2 separate regions of the Macaca mulatta genome follow, and region 1 is linked to region 2. Evidence: chromatin contacts called from public Hi-C data. All regions are on one chromosome and are shown on one strand. The core of a region is the stretch at or near the end of the contact, and the rest is flanking DNA. Distances in the headings are between cores, read along the strand shown. Region 1 holds the start of MAP3K9 (mitogen-activated protein kinase kinase kinase 9). Region 2 holds the start of MED6 (mediator complex subunit 6).

Region 1 (2,700 bases), core at 45-2,544, 220 kb after region 2:
TTTGGGAGCCACTGCTGAGGTGGCCAAATGAAGGTGAAGAAGCTCAAGCGCCTGAAGTGCGGGCAGGGCCTGCGGCGTCTCGAGCTTATCCAGCGCACCAAGCGAAGCCCGGGCAGCCCAAGCGCGCGCCACCCACACCCAGGTCAATCTTCCTCCCCATCCCCCCGCCTTCATCCTGGCCCTTGCGCAGGGCTCCCCCGTTCCCCGACCGCCCCCCAGGCCTCTATCATTCCCCTTCCCCGCCCGGCTCCCGGGCCCCGCCTTCGCCTTACACTGAATGGGCGGGTAGCAGCTGGGGTCCTCGCCGCCGGGCTGGCAGCGGCTGGAGAAGGCGCTGCGCGGGGTCACGTAGTTGCTGGGGAAGATGCCCACCCGCTGGTTCAGCTGCCCAGTCCACCAGCCCTCGTCGCCGGACACCTGCGAGTCCTTGGACAGCACCTCCACCACGTCGCCCAGCCGCAGAGTCAGCTCGTCCTCGCCCGCCGCCTCGTACTCGAACACGGCCGTCCAGTAGGGCAGCGGCGCGTCGCAGCCCAGCTCCCCGGGGCCCGCCGCCGCCGCCTCCTCCTCCTCCTCCTCCTCCTCCTCGGCCCCGGCCCCGGCTCCATCCTCCCCCGGCGGGGCGGCAGCGGCGGCGCTCGCTAGGCAGCCGAGAAGCGCTCTGGAGGGCTCCATGGAGCGGCCGATCCATAGGGTGCGGGGCCGCCGCTGCCCGCAGGAGCCGCCGCCGCCTATTGTTCATGCGCCTCCGCAGAGCTGGGAGGACCCCCCCCCACGACGGCGGCCGCAGGTAGGGCCCGGGCTGGCGGGGCTGGGAGAGCTGGCTCGCCGGCGCTGTTGCCGCGGTACTAGAAGAGCGCCGAGCGCGAGCGCTCCGCGCAGCCTAGGGGCGCAGCGGGCCAAGTCCCCGCCTGCCCGCTCGCCCCCCGGGGGCGGCCTCGTCACCTCCGCCGCCGGTACCTGCTCGCGCAGCCGGTGCCGCCGCCGCCGCCCGCCGGCCGCAGCTCTCCTCTCCGCGCCGCGCCGCGCCGTGCCCCGCCCCCCGCACCGCCAGCTCGCCGGGACCACCTGACGCAGGCCTGGCCCCGCCCCAGCCCTGCGGACCCAAGGGGGCCCCGCCCCACGCCCGCCCCGCCCCGCGCCCGCCGCCTTCCCATTGGCTGTGGCCGCCCAGTCCCCGGTTCCTCCGCCGTAGTTGGGGTAGCCTAGCTGGCAGCCTCGCAGGTTCCTCTTACCCACTGCGCCGCCGTCGCATCGTGCCCTCCCCCTTTGTGGGCTCTCTGGTTCTCAAACCCAGGTGGACCCACTCCTCCCGCCCACTGGCCCGCCGCAGCTCCCACCATTGGCCCGCGGCACTTGTCCGTTTCCTGGGGAGAGTTCAGCTCCTCCCGGCAGGAAGAGGCGCTGGCCTCATTGGGTGCGTTAGGAGGGAAGGGTGGATCCTAAAAGGTAATACTGAGCCTTCGTTCAAACTAAAAGGCTGGAAAGGAGGCCGCTGCCTTTGTTTGCCATGGATGGGTAGGGGCTGCACTGAGCAGCACTGGTGTTCTTCATCCGGCTGCACCCCCAAAAGAGCTCTTTCTTCCCCAGGTCATTTTACAGTTGGATTCTCCCTTTTGGATCTGGCTCTGCCTTAGTCCAACCTAAAGGGATCAGCTTCGCCCACGCCCATTCTCACCCCGAAACCTTTCATCTGCTATTGAAGCCCTTTAGGCCCATTGAGATGTTCATTAGAAGAACTCTGAAAACTACGGTTCTCCCCTTTAGGAAGACTGCACCACAGCTCTCCCTCTCCTGGGTTCTGGTAAGAAGAGATTCCAATACCACTCTTTTTTCAGAATTCAGAAAGGCAAGAGACCACCTTACTGGGCTTCAACCTGGGGCTGGGAACGCTGCCATGAATTGGGCTTTGTCTGTCTGAAGGGACCCAACTGTTCGACAATCCTTAGGCTTCTTTTGCCTGTTGGAATTACACCTTGGATCGTGGTGAAGTCTACAGAGGTCAGATTAAGAAGAACCAAAGCAGAATAAACGTAGAAAGTGATGTTGAGTTCATGAGTCAGGACGACCTCTTCCTATATGCTTTTGCTATACCCTGCATTTTGAACATTAAGAACGAGATAGGAGGCCCATAATGTTTGTTCTTGCTTTAATCCTATCGTGGCAACGTTGACTTCCAGTAAGAAAGGTTCTCTGATCTTTCTTTCTTTCTTTTTTTTTTTTAGACAGGGTCTCAGTTTGTTGCCCAGGCTGGAGTGCAGTGGCGCAATCTTGGCTCATTGCAGCCTCAATATCCCAGGATCAAGCAATCCACCCACCTCACCCTCCCGAGTAGCTGGGAGTACAGGCATGTGCCACCACGCTTGGCTAATTTTGTTTATTTTTTGTAGAGAGATGTCACTGTGTCACCCAGGCTCTTCTCGAACTCTGGGCTCAAGTCATCCACCTGCCTCGGCCTCCTGAAGTGCTAGGATTACAGGCCTTGACCACCTCACCTAGTCCTCTGAAATTTCTAAATAAGCCAGTGCAGATCTAGCCCAATCTCTACCAAGCTTTGTTACCTTTTCCCCTTCAGTGGTAGGAATAGACATTATTTATTTAGCAAGGGTGAGTGCTTTTGTTGCATTTTAGTTTGGGTTTATTATTACACAAACTAAAGACAGTGGGACAATTTGGAAAGATAACTAGGCAGCTACATGA
Region 2 (2,700 bases), core at 104-2,603:
AACCAAATACACAATAGGCCAGGAAATAACATTTTCAGGCCTCCTAACTGGTTTTCCTAATTCTACCCTTGTCCTCCTACACTGTTCCCAGCAGCCAATGTAGTCCTTAAAAAAAAAAATCAGATCACATCATTCCTATGATGGAAATCCCTCCAATGGCTCTCCGTTTTACTCAGAGGAAAAGCCAAAGACCTTATCATGGCTTTCAACACCTTTCTGACCTCATCTCCTTACCACATCCTCTCTCATTTCCCTCCAGCCACACTGGCCTCTTTGCTGTTCCTTTAACATACCAAACACACTCTTAGAGTCTTTGCCATGATCCTAACAAATCCGAATTATAAGTAAAACATTTTACAAACTAAATATTTGAAAACAGTCTGATAGACTAAATGTTTCTTTTTTATTCTGTAGCAAGGCAACATGTTGACATAGTCCAAGCATTCTAACAATCAGCAAGTGATGAAATTAGGCAGTTGAAACGCCCACTTATAATGAAAGACATGTATGTAAAATCATGATCCAGAAGTGCTGAAGATCACCGGATAACTACAAATGAAAATATTTGTAATAAATATGTTAGACCCCAATCCAGTTAATATATAAAAAAAGGCATCTCAAACATTTCCCTTTAAAAATCAAGTACTGTATATACAAACAAAAACAACTCTACGTGCTCCCCAAGATCAAGCAGCAATTAAGCGGGGGCATCTCCATACATTTATTCACTGACTGATTCAGTATGTGAGTACCTCTACAGTTCAGCTGTGAAAAAAATACGACTCCTGGCCATAATAATTGCTGCATGTTCGATGTAAAGTATTATCGACTCAAAAAAAAACAAAACAAAACAAAAAAACCTTACAATAGAAAATATTTGGGATTCATGCTCAGGGACCCGCGGCGCGCGATCTAAAGAATCTGGCAGCCACCATGCCAAGTCCCAAGAGATGAATCAAATCAAGTTGGCTCATTACCCCACTCCCTCCTCTGCCTAAAGGCCATTCCTTCACTCCAATAGAATAGCCCTAATGTTGTCGCAGAGGTACGTGTGAAGAACAATACTCCAGCTCTGAAGGCTCAAGGCCCAGAGCTTCTTCCAACCCCTTCTCTCCGACGCTTCCAAGAGACGTTTCAAGAACTTAAAAAAAAACTCGTCAACGTTTTGCTAGATCACAGCCTTGCGTTGTCCACAAAAACCACTCAAAAAAGCTTGAGACCTCACACAAAGGAACCTAAACCTTGAAAGTGCGAGCTATAACATCCCAAACTAGTCCATAGACAATCAAGAGACAAAACATAGCAATAGACTATACCTCGGATATCCACCCCCGCCATAATTCAGAAAGCGTTCAGAGGTTCTCTTTCCGGCGCAAAGTAAACGTAAGCCTAGGCCGCCGGAAGCAGCGGGTTGAACAGAGTGCGCATGGGTGAGGAGGGACGTAGAGCGGAAGAAGGGGCGGGGCGGGGCGGGCGGGAGAGAGGCAGGGCTGGGAGGTGCGAGTGGGAGGGGAGGGGGCAGAAAGCGGGAGGGGCGGGGGAGGCGGGAAACGCGAGGTGGGGTGGGGGGATGGGGGGACGGGACGCAGAAAGGTTGGTGCAGGGCAGCAGGGAAAGACTGGGAGGAGAGGGATGGGCCAAAAAAGGAGAATGGGAGGACGGATTACTGGGGAAAAAATTAGAAGACTTTAGAGGACAGGAAGGCCGAGTGGAGTCCCGCCCCACGCCCACCACTGATGGAATAATTCTGTCTTGATCGTCTGTGATCGTCAGGAAAACAAATTCTGATGCTGTACAGTTACGCTTGGGAGCGTCTCTTAATTTTAAAAGCTCCTCGGGTGTATCCACTGAGCTATCAGATTTAGGAACGATGGTCATTTATGTTTTTCTCCCTGCCTCAGGTATTGGGATGGGACAGGACTTAAGAATTTGGGAGTCATTGGCTTTTCTGTGACCAAATCCATTAAAACTCTAAACCAATTAAGCCTCTGAGAAAAATTTCACAGCACAGGAAATGCTTCTGAAGTGAAATATTAATAAGATTAAGAGAAAGGGAATACCCCTGGGTCCCACAGTAATGAGCGAATGTCTGCATTCCAAGTAGTCTGGAGTAGGTAGCAGGACTCCAAAGAGGGAATGATTCTGTGTACGGGGAAGCCACAGAAAGCCTCAGATTCTCAAGCTTCAGTGTGGCTCTGTAAAAGCAAAATGATACAGAAATATGAAAACAACACGTAGATACTAGGAAGAGGATGCCAAAATCTGAAGGAGGGATGTGGGCGGGTGCCTACATCTTCTCCAAAACTTAGGCACTGTGAAGACTCCGCAAGAATTTAACCACAACCCAGGAGCAAGAGGGGAAGACCATAAATTTAATTGGGATTTTGAACCTCATAGACAGGGAATTCAAAATTTTTAAAACTCCGTAGAATAAAAGTACATTGCTTGTACATTTCAGTTTGGGAATTTTCTGCCTGAGATAGTATGTATAAAATAGGTGTCCCAACAGAAGTATGTGCATGCACAGAGTAGAGTTTTGAGAGAGAATTTTTCAGGAAGGAAATTTTCAGGAGGGCCTGTTTGGGAGCCTAGTGGGAGGACATTGCCAAAAGGAGGAGTATCGTGTCCAATAAAAAGTGTGATACATAAAGCTTTTTGTTTTTCTAGTTTTTTGTTTCCTTGTGTTTTGATTAGGCTAGA

What was found. A called contact is a pair of places that touch in the nucleus more often than the background predicts.
Region 1: a Hi-C map of fetal cortical plate shows a contact between it and region 2, with 2.5 times the contacts expected there. The contact joins the promoter of MAP3K9 here to the promoter of MED6 in region 2. A contact is called at or near these places in 2 of 14 Hi-C or Micro-C datasets (fetal cortex germinal zone and fetal cortical plate).

The regions. Positions count from the first base shown.
Region 1 is chr7:143,956,891-143,959,590 of T2T-MMU8v2.0, forward strand. It overlaps MAP3K9 (mitogen-activated protein kinase kinase kinase 9), which reads right to left and starts at 1,295. Exons shown (of 12, transcript XM_077941331.1): 1 at 1,236-1,295. LOC144330357 (a long non-coding RNA gene) reads left to right here and starts at 1,452. Exons shown (of 2, transcript XR_013396426.1): 1 at 1,452-2,700.
Region 2 is chr7:143,740,809-143,743,508 of T2T-MMU8v2.0, forward strand. MED6 (mediator complex subunit 6) reads right to left here and starts at 1,354. Exons shown (of 9, transcript XM_077941325.1): 1 at 1,317-1,354. The coding sequence starts at 1,338.